Linked DNA regions of Callithrix jacchus: region 1 is linked to region 2. Evidence: chromatin contacts called from public Hi-C data. All regions are on one chromosome and are shown on one strand. Each heading gives the region's core, a stretch centred on a gene start, on an enhancer-like site or on the middle of the called end of the contact. The rest is flanking DNA. Distances are from core to core; before and after follow the strand shown. Region 1 overlaps LOC108593706 (a long non-coding RNA gene). Region 2 has its middle 31 kb from the start of SLN.

Region 1 (3,094 bases), core at 101-2,600, 75 kb after region 2:
ATAATTGATTTACTTTATGTTTTTGTGGGTTGGCAATTTGGGCTGCAGTCAGCTGAAGAGTTCTGGGAGTTGTCTACTGCTAACACGTGTCTCTCATAAGCCAGCAGGGTAGTCTAGGCTTGTTCACATGGCAGCAGGCTGGGTCTCAAGGGTCATATAAGAAGCGTGTATGGGATGGTTTGGATCTGTGTCCTCACCTATATCACATGTTGAATTGTAGTTCCCAGTGCTGGAGGGGAGGCCTGGTGGAAGGTGGTGGGGTCATGGGAGAATATTTCTCACAAATGGTTTAGTATCATCCTCTTGGGACTGTCCTCCCAATAGTGAGTGAGTTCCTGTGAGATGCGGTCATTTAAAAATGTGCAGAACCTTCTGACTACTTATGATCGTCATGGCAGACGGGAGGTAGGACTAGATCGCAGCTGTGACTTGAATGGACAGAGCAGTGTATGGAGGCTTGCATGGTGAATTTAAGCTGCAGAAGGACTGCAAGAACAAACCAGGAACCCCAGGAAGACCCACGGACCCTCTGAGGGAAGCAGACTGCTCCTGCAGGACCAGGGAGACACCCTAAACACTGTGCCCAAATTGTGGAAGTGGGAAAGGGAGATCCTCCACTCCTGAACACACACCCCCACTGGGGAAACTGAAGGTCTAGTTTCTGAGAGAATTTTCCAACCATACCTGGAGCTGAGTCAATTTAGAGAGCCAAGCAAAATACAGGGGTAGAGGAAGCAGCAAGAAAGGTCCTGGGAGCTCGCTGGGTCTCCCAGAAGCGCACTCCTGCCTGGCACCACAAAGATCCTTCAGGAGGGTGGACCGAGGTGCAGGAGGAAAACACCACGGGGAGCAGGAAGTCCCTGGGTGAACTTTGTAACAATTTGAACCCTGTGAGAAGCCTCCTGGCCAGAACTCAGGGGAGGGTGCAAATCTGGTGTGCAGACTCCACAGGTGGAGGAAGAACCAAAGGCCTTTACTTTTGCTACTGGGAGGCGGGTAACCTGGGGCAAGTTCTCAAGTCCTGCTTACCCACTGCCTGGAAACAGACTCAGGGCTGTTGAGAGGGGCACAGTGGGAGTGAGACCGACCCTTTGGATTATGTGGGAGCTGAGTGAGGCCTGTGGCTGCCAGCTTTCCCACACTTCCCTGACAACCTACATGACTCAGCAGAGGCAGCCATAATCCTCCTAAGTAACAACTCCAGTGACCCGGGAGCCTCACCTCCATGCCTCACAGCAACTGCAGCAAGACCCACCCAAGGAGAATCTAGGCTCAGACACACCTAGCCCTGCCTCCACCTGACCAACCCTGGTAGCTAAAGACAAAGGGAAAATATTCTTGGGAGTTCTAGGGCCCTGCCCACCACCAGGTCCTCGCCATACTACCACAGCTGATGCTCTCTGGACCGTGCCAACATCCTCCAAGGGATTGGCAGGAGGCCAACCAGCACAAAAATAGACCGTTAAACCACCAAGGCTAAGAACCCTCACAGAGTCCATTTCACCAGCCTGCCACCTCCACCGGAACAGGTGCCGGTGTGCACGGCTGAGACCCACAGATGGTTCACATCACAGGACTCTGTGCAGGCATCCCTCAGGACCAGCCTGCTGCCTGGTAGACTTGCTGGTGGCGAGACCCAGAAGACAGATAGCAACAATCACTGCAGCTCAGCTCACAGGAAGCCACATCCATATGAAAGGGAGACTATATATTAAGGGAACACCCCATGGGACCAAAGAATCTGAACAACAGCCTTCAGCCCAAGACTTTCCCTCAGACAGAGCCTGCCTGACTGAGAAGGAACCAGAAGACCAACTCTGATAATATGACAAAACAAGGCTCCTTAACACCTCCCCCTCCCCCCAAAAAATCACACTAGATCACCAGCAGTGGATCCAAAACAAGAAGAAATCCCTGATTTACCTGAAAAAGAATTCAGGAGGTTAGTTATTAAGCTAGTCAGGGAGGCAGCAGACAAAGGTGAATTCCAATGCAAGGAAATCCAAAAACATGGCACAAGAAGCAAAGGGAGAAATATTTGAGGAAATCACATAAAGAAAAAGCAATCAAAGCTTCAGGTAACATTGGACACACTTACAGAAATTCAAAATGCTCTGGAAAGTCTCAGCAGTAGAATTGAAAAAGTAGAAGAAAGAAATTCAGAACTTGAAGGTCTGAATTAACCCAATCCAACAAAGATTTAAAAAGAGAGAGAATAAGAAAATATGAAAGCCGGGCCGGGCGCGGTGGCTCACGCCTGTAATCCCAGCACTTTGGGAGGCTGAGGCGGGTGGATCACAAGATCAAGAGATCGAGACCATCCTGGTCAACATGGTGAAACACCGTCTCTACTAAAAATACAAAAATTAGCTGGGCATGGTGGCGCGTGCCTGTAATCCCAGCTGCTCGGGAGGCTGAGGCAGGAGAATTGCCTGAACCCAGGAGGCGGAGGTTGCGGTGAGCCGAGATCGCGCCATTGCACTCCAGCCTGGGTAACAAGAGCGAAACTCCGTCTCAAAAAAAAAAAAAAAAGAAAGAAAGAAAGAAAAAAAAGAAAATATGAAAGCCTCCAAGAAGTCTGGGTTTATGTTGACCAAACTTAAGAATAATCAGTGTTCCTGAGGAAGAAGAGAAATCTAAAAGTTTGGAAAACATATTTGGGGAAATAAGGAAAACTTCCCACTCTTACTAGAGACCTAGACATCCAAATACAAGAAGCACAAAGAGCACCTGGGAAATTAATCGTAGAAAGTTCATCACCAAGGTGCAGTGTCATCAGGTTATCTACAGTGAAGATAAGGAAAGAATCTTAAGAGCTGTGAGACAAAGGCACCAGGTAGCCTGTAAAGGAAAACCTACCAGATTAACAGCAGATTTCTCAGCAGAAACCTTACAAGCTAGAAGGGATTGGGGCCCTATTTTTAGCCTCCTCAAACAAAACAATTATCAATCAAGAATTTTGTATCCAGCGAAACTAAGCATCATATCTGAAGGAAAGATACAGTCTTTTTCAGACAAATGCTGAGAGAATTCATCAGTAACAAGCCACGAACCACTACAAGAACTGCTAAAAGGAGCTCCAAATCTTGAAACA
Region 2 (3,421 bases), core at 74-2,573:
GTATGTTATCCTCAAGGCATTTGAAACAAACGGAGACAAGGCTCTTCTTAGAATGATGGGAACTTAGCATGCAGAAGGAATTTGGAAATTATCTAAACTGATTTCTTCCCCACATAGTTAAACTCACATTTTTAAAGCCCTATGCAGAATGAATTGGCGGGGACAGAGCATAAAGATGTTCCTGGTTTAACTTGGCAGACTGGACAGAATAAACTCACAGCGTAGATTTTGTTCAAACCTACGTCATCGTGTACTGCTGAATTCGCTTCCTCAAAGGCACTTAGCTTTCAATCTCTCCTCCCTTCAAACATTGTATCATGTCACACTACCACAGTTATATTTCTAAGACCTAAACCTACATCATGCCTTTGAGATCTTCCCATTCTTGCAAAATAAAGTCCATACTTGGCATTCAGATGGTGAAAACTCTCTGGTATCTAGTCTCAACAGAAGTAGCTAAGTGCAAACGTCTCTAGTTCATCACCCCTCCCTGTATCCCCGCCCTTTCTAATTTTACTTTGTAGCTCCTCCCATTAAAGGGTGGAGTCTGTTTCCCCAATCTTTGAATTTAGGCTGTTCTTTGACGCTCTTTGGTCAATAGAATGTGGTAGAAATGACAGAGTACCAATTCCAAACCTAGGTCTCAAAAGCCCTTGTCCATGTCCACTCACATTTGTGGAACCCTGCCACTGCCACATGAACAAGCCCACACTAGCCTACTAAATGATCAGAGACACAGGGCCCAGTCACCCGTATCCACCCAGCCAACATCCAGCCAATCACACACGTGTGAATGAGGCCACACTAGGCAAGCCAGCCCCCAGCATGACCCCCAAGTTTCTGCTTATTTATGACCAAGCCCAGATGAAATCAGTCACGTCTGACAGAAACCCCCAGAGGGCTTGTATAAACAATAATAAATACTTATTGCTTACTCCATTTGATTTAGGGTGATTTGTCATACAGCAGGAGCTAAATAAGACGCCAACGGACCCTCCCACTTCCCACTTTGTACTCTGATTCTTACCCCAGATTACTTGGTATTCCCTGAGTATCTCACAGTCGTGTGTCAATGACTTTATTATGCTGCATCCTCTGCCTAGAAGGCCCTTTTCTCTTTCCTGTCTTGTGAATATCTTTCAAGATCCAGCTCAAGTGTCATTCATTCATTCATCAGATACTGGGACAAGGCACTGAGGTCTCACCTCTGAGCAAAACAGCCTGTGCACTCAACCAGCTGACCGCTGAGGAAAAGGCATAGGCGTAAATAAGTCACTTCTTTCTTTCTCTAACTTCCTTGGGTAGACGTAAGTCCTTCTTATTCCTTTCCAAGCACTTTCATTCCTCGATTATAACACTTCTCACAGCGCGATGCCAGCCCTACCTTGGAAAGCTCTTATGAAGAGCAGATGAGATTACACAGGCAAAGCCTTCAGCGTGGTGCCGGAAGCACAGTGACTGGGAAATAAATGTTAGCTGTTGATAGTTTTAGTGAACACACACGCTCATCTCTCCTGCCTGACTGCATACAAGCTTCTTGAGAACAGGAACTGAGGCAAATTCAGCTTTGTGTCTGAATTACCTAAAGAGAGTATGTGCCTGGCACGTAATAAACGCTCATTAGATGTTTGTTGAGCAAACATCACCAGAAGTGTAAGAATTCAGAGCTGTTCAGTGGCCCTGGGGCTCTTGGGTTATACTGGGGCGCCCTCTGCTGTGTATGTGTTTATGTGTTGGGTATAAAGTGAAACTTTTAAGGAAGCCCGCAGGAAAGATTCCAGAAAGGCTCATTCCCGGCAAAGGGTTCTCAGCTTTGGGTGGGGGGCAGTGGGGGGGGGAGGGGGGGTACTACGTCTTGCTCCAGTTCTACACCTGGGGCCAGTTGGTTTGATCGCCGAAACCACCTGTGTTTGTGTTATTTACAGGGGGTTTCCTGCATTATTTGTTTCTTTCTTTTCTATTCTTTTTGGAGACAGGGTCTTGCTCTGTCGCCCAGGCTGGGATGCAGTAACCCAGTCATTGCTCACTGTAGCTTTGAACTTCTGGGTTCAAGTGATCCTCTCGCCTCAGATTTCTGACTGGCTGGGTCTATAGGCACATGCCACCACACCCAGTTAATTAAAAAAAATTTTTTTTTTAGAGGCCAGACATGGTGGCTTACGCCTGTAATCCCAGCACTTTGGGAGGCCAAGGCAGGCAAATCACAAGGTTAGGAGTTCAAGACCAGCCTGACCAATACGGTGAAACCTTGTCTCTAATAAAAAAAATACAAAATTAGCCAAGCATGGTGGCACGCACCTGTAGTCTCAGCTACTCAGGACGCTGAAGCAGAAGAATCACTTGAACCAAGTGGCAGAGATTGCAGTGAGCTGAGATGGCACCACTGCACTCCACCCTGGGTGACAGAGTGAGACTCCATCTCAAAAAAAAAATGTTTAGAGATGGAGTCTCACTGTGTTGCCCAGGCTGTTTGCAAACTCCTGGCCTCAGGTGATTCTCCTACCTCGTCCTCCAAAAGTACTGAGATTATAGGCATGTTATTTGTTATTTGAAGAAACAAAATGTTTTGGCTTAGATTTCTGTATCTTGTTTAGGTCATAAATAAACCCTTCAGAAGAAATAAAGTAATAAGAAAATAAAGAGAGATGGTGGAATAGATGAAAGGATAGATCACCCGACTCTGTTCCCTCCCACGTTTGAAATTTCTTTGAGAAGAGAGAGAAGAAGCTACTACATACAGGGGACATATCCATCACTTGAGATTCTAGCTGATGACGGCCAAATATATCTCAATTCACAGAGTAAACGCCAGATCATATGCCATGATGACTTAATCATGTTACTATAAAAGAGATTTCAACAGGAGGGATTTTAAAAATTGCAATTGATCTTATGACAAATTACTTAATATATTCATCTGAAAAGAACACATCTAATTTATATATTAGCAGACGCTGTTGTACACCATGGTGAGGAGGGAGATGTAAGTGGAGTGATAACTTTTCATTTATGTAGAGGTCTCTATGTTTATTTTAAAGAAAACATATTCAAAGAAAGTTGTTCTGAATAACTTAAACTACAGTGCTCCGTAGACGCTGGCACTCTGCTGGTTCTTTCTGATTGAGTACCTGACATTGTATATGAAAAATGGTGAAGGTAAGTTGATGCCTAGGATGATGCTGTCTTTCTCCCGAGGGAGTTTTCGTTGGCTTTGGCAGGCTGCTGTGGCGCTAGCAACCTTCTATCACCAGTATCTACTCAGGGGTTTAGATGATTCACAGCTGGATGTCAGAGACTTCTGATGTGGGCTTTAATGAGTTAGCTTGTTCACTCTGTACCTTTTCCAAATCATAGAACAGCCATAACAACATAACAACAGTGAGTTTGTTTCTTTCGTTGCTGTTTTTTCCTACCCATATAT

Evidence for each region. Hi-C and Micro-C count contacts between places; a contact is called where the count stands out from the background.
Region 1: a contact with region 2 is called in a Hi-C map of skeletal muscle, with 4 times the contacts expected there. The contact joins two enhancer-like sites. A contact is called at or near these places in 2 of 3 Hi-C or Micro-C datasets (both in skeletal muscle).

The regions. Positions count from the first base shown.
Region 1 is chr10:7,581,456-7,584,549 of calJac240_pri, forward strand. All of the region lies in intron 2 of LOC108593706 (a long non-coding RNA gene), which reads left to right. Among named protein-coding and RNA genes, the nearest start is that of SLN, 43 kb to the left of the region's middle. Within about 2 kb of position 1,351, at least 1 of the 16 cell types and tissues checked has an H3K27ac peak or open chromatin away from gene starts, as enhancers often do. A contact at or near this core is called in skeletal muscle, where this site is marked.
Region 2 is chr10:7,506,563-7,509,983 of calJac240_pri, forward strand. No RefSeq gene overlaps it. Among named protein-coding and RNA genes, the nearest start is that of SLN, 31 kb to the right of the region's middle. Within about 2 kb of position 1,324, at least 1 of the 16 cell types and tissues checked has an H3K27ac peak or open chromatin away from gene starts, as enhancers often do. A contact at or near this core is called in skeletal muscle, where this site is marked.